2 separate regions of the Mus musculus genome follow, and region 1 is linked to region 2. A link is a contact called in public HiChIP or PLAC-seq data. All regions are on one chromosome and are shown on one strand. Each heading gives the region's core, a stretch centred on a gene start, on an enhancer-like site or on the middle of the called end of the contact. The rest is flanking DNA. Distances are from core to core; before and after follow the strand shown. Region 1 holds the start of Nhej1 (non-homologous end joining factor 1). Region 2 holds the start of Inha (inhibin alpha).

What was found. HiChIP or PLAC-seq counts read pairs in DNA pulled down with a chosen protein or histone mark.
Region 1: a contact with region 2 is called in an H3K27ac HiChIP or PLAC-seq map of extraembryonic endoderm stem cells, with 2.2 times the contacts expected there. The contact joins the promoter of Nhej1 here to the promoter of Inha in region 2. A contact is called at or near these places in 3 of 39 promoter capture datasets (the 3T3-L1 cell line, 3T3-L1-derived adipocytes and pre-B cells), 2 of 115 datasets of contacts at active chromatin or transcription factors (embryonic stem cells and extraembryonic endoderm stem cells) and 1 of 9 other capture datasets (liver).

What each region holds. Positions count from the first base shown.
Region 1 is chr1:75,123,929-75,126,967 of GRCm38.p6, reverse strand. It overlaps Nhej1 (non-homologous end joining factor 1), which reads left to right and starts at 1,742. Exons shown (of 9, transcript NM_029342.4): 1 at 1,742-1,832. Slc23a3 (solute carrier family 23 (nucleobase transporters), member 3) reads left to right here. Exons shown (of 12, transcript NM_194333.3): 11 at 531-626; 12 at 950-1,427. The coding sequence ends at 1,239.
Region 2 is chr1:75,505,659-75,508,643 of GRCm38.p6, reverse strand. It overlaps Inha (inhibin alpha), which reads right to left and starts at 1,567. Exons shown (of 2, transcript NM_010564.5): 1 at 1,126-1,567. The coding sequence starts at 1,396. It overlaps Obsl1 (obscurin-like 1), which reads left to right and starts at 2,192. Exons shown (of 20, transcript NM_178884.5): 1 at 2,192-2,985. The coding sequence starts at 2,420.

The DNA of each region.
Region 1 (3,039 bases), core at 493-2,992, 380 kb after region 2:
TCTAGAGCAGTGGTTTTCAACTGGGGGGTGATTTTTGCTCCATGGGGAACATTTAGCAATGTCTGGAGATGCTTCTTGGATGTCATAAATGGGAAGAAAGAGTATTGTTATTGGGATTCAGTGTTTAGAGAGGTTATTAAACATTCTTTGATGCAGTGGACAGCTCCTTATAACCAAATTATCTGGTCCAAAGTGTTAGTAGGACTGAAACTGAGAGGCCCAGGGTAGAGCAGAGAAAGTCAGAAGTGGGAGAGACTAGGGCTTTGTAATGTCACACTTCCCAGAAGGGAGCTTGGGACAAAGGGTACCTGGAGGGAATGTGGGTGCTTAGAAAACATGGTGCTGAGAAAGGAATCTGGGCAGGGCCTGAGTGTGGGGAATGGAGTGTGTAGAGGGAAAAGGTAGATGGGATGGAATGGCAGCCTAGTGAGATGTGTCCCTGGTTTGAGATGCAGTTTACGTCTGAAAGGGAAGACTCATTGCCTGGGACAGTATCAGTTACCTTCCTGCCTGGCCCCAACCCTTTGTAGGCTGGAGCCCCCTGGATATGTTTCTTCGTTCTTTGCTGGCAGAACCCATTTTCTTAGCTGGTCTACTGGGCTTTCTCCTAGAAAACACTATATCTGGTAAGTTGAGACCAGGTCCCAGGGGAGTGGCTAGGTAGTCACTACTCCCTAGGTTGGGCAGGGCAGTGACCTTTACTTATTTTTCACTTAAAAAAAAAACCTTAATTTTCATTTTAAATTATGCATATGTGTGTATGTGTGTCTTTGGATATTTGCATTCATAAAATGTAGAGATCAGTGATGGTAGATCCTCCCAGACCTGGAGATTCGGGCAGTTGTGAGCCATCCGGCATGGGTGCTGGGACTTGGAACTTGGGTCCTCTGTAAGAGCAGTACCAGCTCCTAAGAGCTATCTCTCCATCCTGATCACCCCTCTTTTACAGGTACACGGGCTGAGAGAGGCTTAGGTCAGAGGCTGCCAACTTCTTTCACTGCCCAAGAAATTCAAATGCTTCAGCAATCCAGGAGGAAAGCTGCTCAAGAGTATGGGCTTCCTTTACCCATCAGAAACCTGTGTTCCTGCATCCCACAGCCTCTCCACTGCCTCTGTCCAATGCCTGAAGACTCTGGGGATGAAGGAGGATCCTCTAAAACAGGAGAGAGAGCCGACTTGTTGCCTAACTCTGGGGAATCGTACTCCACAGCTAGCAGAGAAGGGGTTAGGTCCCAGTAATCATCAAGACCACCATTTTTGTCTTAGTTTAGCAGTAACTGCCACCTTGCTGGAGTCTGTATACTTTGTCCCAGTGGAGGTGGATGTGGCCCACTTGCAAAATGGGCTGCCTTTCCTCCTCTTAAGACTTGAGCAGAGGCCATGGTTTAGCGGGTTGGAACTGAATAAATGAGATTTCTGCCTGTAAACTGTCAAGGCTTCTTGAATGAACTCTAGCATTCAAATATTTACTCTTTGCCATGAGCAAGGTCCTACATCCACGGATATGAATACGACAGGGTCCCTGCCCTCTCCCTGCATTTAAGATTTAAATAAGTAACTAAAATGTAAAGCAGATAAAAAAAAGATGAAGAGGCAAGAGAGAAGTAGTATTTCGTTTCAACTTAGGGCAACAGGAAAGGAATTAGGAAAGCAGCAGAGTTGCGAGTGGCGTTAACAAGTGAGGTTCGGGCCCCGCCCACCAGGGCCCTGGCTCCGCCCACACCCAAGACCCCGCCTTCCTGAGTGTGTTGTGTGTGGGGGGGTGGCCTCTCAGTTTGCGCACCAGGACAGGCCCGCCTTGAGGAGGGTGGGAGTTCCCGCAGCCGTTGACGGTAGGTGGGGTTGGTTTCGTGTCGGCGCCGAGATCTGGGTCTGTCCGGACGCCGAAAAGCAAAGATAAACTCGTGCAGTGGCCCCTGACCCGGGCGCTTTTTCCCAGAAGGGACCGCGCGCAGCCCGACTTTGGACCTCCCGGAGTGGGCGGACCTGCGCACGCGCAGTCCGTTTTCGGCCTCTGCCTTTTAGTGTGTCGTGTGAAGCCCCTCCTTAGCAGGCTTCGTGTTTGGCCCGCTGGGATGAATTAGTTTTGTTCCCCTTTGGGGCCCTGAGCCGTAACTGTGTGCAGCGGATGCTGTAAAAATGAGAGGCGGGCGACAAAGTTCTAGCGGGGGTTGGGGGGGCAGATGGACGCCTAGGGCGCTCGAGGGCGGGGCGTGTGACCTTTGGCGGCAGGGCCTAAGGTTTGCCCTCTTTGGTGGCACAGGGCGTGGGCTCGACAGATGGTCTGTAGGACCTTACTGCCCCCTGCAGGGTATTTTAGGAACTATCCCTGGGAGAGGAACCCGAGTGGTAGAATGTCGTGCAACTTCACAGTCTCTCCTTTAAAAGACAAATTAAACCCGCGAGGTTGGTTAACGTGATCATGGAAGACCAATTTGCGGAGTGTGGGGCGGGGAGTCAAACCCCAGAGGACTTAGATTCCTTCTCCCTCCATGCTGTGAACAGTCTCAGGCCCCAGTCCGTTCTACCACTTTGTTTTGTTTTGAAAGTCTCTTGCTATGTTGTCCAGGTTGGCTTCCAAATCAAGATCCTCCTGCCTCAGCCTCCTGTGTGCTAGGATTACAGGCATGCCCCATCATGCCTGACTCACTGAGTTATACTTACCTCAAGACCAGGCTGAGTGGTAGGAGCAGCCAGACTGGATGTTTAGACATTTTTATAGGGCCAGCTGTCCCTGGCCACATTAAAACAGCTTCCTCCCATTCAGACAAAACCATCGACTTGTGGGTTTTGACCTTCGGAACCAGTTAGGCCAATAAGCTCAATTTTGGTGAGTTTCAGAGTGCATGCCAGGATGTGCCTATAAGGGAAATTAGAGGGTTTGGCAACTTCATTTGTATGTCTAATCTTTCCCAGTGTAAACTCTTGCCCAGTGAAGACTCTTTAATCATTCTGAGACCAGTTTATCCTGTTGGAACAGCCCAGGATACAAATAACCATCTCCACACACAGCGTTTCAAGGTGGCTGCAAATAACCAC
Region 2 (2,985 bases), core at 318-2,817:
TTTTGTTGCTTTTGCTCCATCTCAGCATGTCAGAAACTTTAAATGATAAATTTCTTTTTAAAATTATTTTCTTCATTTACATTTCAAATGCTATCCCCAAAGCCCCCTATACTCTCCCCTCGCCCTGAAAAGATAAATTTCTTAAAGGCACCGTGTTTTTGAAAGACAGCTTACAGGGTAGGGAGACAGCTCAGTTGAAGTACTTGTTGTGTCTGCATTAGGACCAGAGTTCAATCCCAGGACCGACATAAAGAACTGGATGCGATCTCACAGGACCGAGGAGACAGACACCCGTCAGGCTAACTAATTAGTGAGGTCCTGGTTCAGTGAGAGACTGACTCAAAAACAATGGTGGAGAGTGACTAAGGAAGATGTTCAGGGTCAACCTCTGACCTCCCCGCATTTCCAGGCATATGCATAAACTAACGAAGACAGAGGAGGAGGAAAAGAGAAAGAATGGAAGGGAAAGGAGAAGAGAGCAGAGGTCAGCCCTTCCCAGGGAAGTGTAGCTGCCATTTCTGGTCCAGTGGACACAGACTATGGGAAATATTATGGGCCAGCTGTAGTCAAGACTGCAATTGGGGCCGTACTAGAACACAGTCCCTCGCGTTACAAATTCTAACAACTGATCCATTCTCAAGACAAGACACTGAGGCGGCTGACAGTCAGCTAGTAAGTGGCAAGACTGGGATTCCACTTGATATGAAATCCATACTTTCGGTACTACTACTACGCTGCCTGGAGATGAAGGCAGGGAAGCGAGGAGACCTCAGAGTGAGCCAGATGGGGCTTGGGGAGAGTAGGGGGCACAAAACGCAGGACAGACCACAGGCAGCAACAGAAGCTGTCTCTACAGAGCCTTAGCTTCCCCTTTTGTATTCCAGGCATGCTAGGCTCACTGGATCAGTCCCGCTTGAGAAGTAGAGGCTACCACCTATCTGATGTTGAGGTAGAGGCTACCACCTGTTTGATGTCGATCAGAGGGGCTTAGGAACTGGCCCCTTGCCGCAAAGCCAGCTGAGTTGTGGGGCTGCCATTCATACCCAGAGCTGCCTGATTCCCAAGCCCATGAAGTAGGTACCGGCTACTCTTCAAAGTTGACCTGCCAATCCCCAACTTCATTACCTGTAGCTGGGAAAAGGATAGCCTGGGAGACATCTTCCTCCTCTGGTTCAGAGGTCCTGTGCATGAAACCCCCAACGGCATGTCTTCGAGGCAGACGCCTTATTCCAGGATCCCCACCTTCCCCATCCATTGCTGGGGGCCCCAAGGCATCTAGGAATAGAGCCTTCACCTTGGCCAGGACGAGCTCCCGGACAAGTTCGGGTCCCTGGCAGCTGTCCACATCCCGTAGGGTCAACAGCAAAAGGAGCAGCAGAGACCGCTGGCTCACCATAGTTCACTTGCCCTGATGACAGGGAACCCACACGCTGCCCTGTGCCCTTTCTGTCTAGGACCTCCCCACTGTCCCCTCCCCATCCCACTGCTGGCCTTCTTCTACCCTTCTCACCCCAGTCTCCCCCAGTCCTTCCCACGCCCCACAGTCCCAGTCGCCCCTGCCCATGGCATTGAGACCTCCTATCTCTGACGCAGATGTCTGTGGCCCTGAGCCTTATCTCCCACTCCCGCCAAGAATGTGGGGGAAGGGGCTGTGATGGGTATTCACCCCAAGTGACCTGACCCATTCAGGCAAGCATACAACCCACTCCTCAAATACACACACACACACACACACACACACACACACACACACACACACACACACATAGAATCTACATCAGGTACCACAGGTGCCTGGGTGCTTAAGGTTGACCAGTCATCAAATCATTTGTCAGAAGGACAGAATGCACCACCCCCCTCAGACTTTCTGGCGCTCTTTTCAATCCTAGCAGCTGCTAGGCCAACGTGGGAGGGTAGACCTAGGGTTGAGGCTCTGGGCCGAGGGCAGGTGGTCCCGCCTGCTCTATACTTAGCCTGGAGGAGCCAGTCTGAGCTCTTGTCCTCCAGCTGTGTCATCAGAGAATATTTTTGGGATTGGCAGCTGCAGGCGACAAAGTCACTCAAGCCCAAGCCAGGCCCGCAGTTGGAGACCTGGAGGCCGGAGGTGGGAGGGAGGGAGGAGAAAGAGGCCCAGGCTGTGGGAGGGGGCTGGAAAGAGAGACTCCCAAGAGCAGGAAGCCCGGCCGCGGGCAGTCTAGGCTGTAGGGCCCCTCGCTGAGCAGGCAAACAGGAAGGACAGCCCCCTGAGCTCTGGGCTCCCGGCCCGGGAATTGCCGCGTAGCAGGGCTGCGGCCAGGGTCCAGGGTAAAGAGGCGAGCGGTCACAGGAGTCCCACCGGTCCCGGCGCCCGCTCCGCCACGCCCTGGTCTCGGCTCCCGGCCTTCCCGCGCGCCCAGGCGAGCCATCTGCAGCGGCCGCAATGAAGGCCGGATCAGGGGATCAGGGGAGCCCCCCGTGTTTCCTACGCTTCCCGCGGCCCGTGCGGGTGGTAAGTGGAGCGGAGGCCGAGCTCAAATGCGTGGTCCTGGGAGAGCCGCCGCCCACTGTCGTGTGGGAGAAAGGCGGGCAGCAGCTGGTGGCCTCCGAGCGCCTAAGCTTTCCGGAGGACGGCGCCGAGCACGGCCTGCTGCTGAGCGGCGCGCTGCCCACCGACGCCGGGGTCTACGTGTGCCGCGCCCGCAACGCGGCCGGAGAGGCCTACGCGGCGGCCGCCGTCACCGTGCTGGAACCCCCGGCCCCCGAGCCGGAGCCCGAGTCCTCCGAGTGTCCGCTGCCAACACCGGGCACCGGGGAGGGCGCCCCGAAGTTCCTGACGGGGCCCCAGTCCCAGTGGGTGCTGCGAGGGGAGGAGGTGGTGCTGACGTGCCAGGTGGGAGGCCTTCCGGAGCCCAAGCTGTACTGGGAGAAGGATGGGATGGCCTTGGACGAAGTATGGGACAGCAGCCACTTCAAGCTGGAGCCCGGCCGCGGCGCGAGTGACGAGGG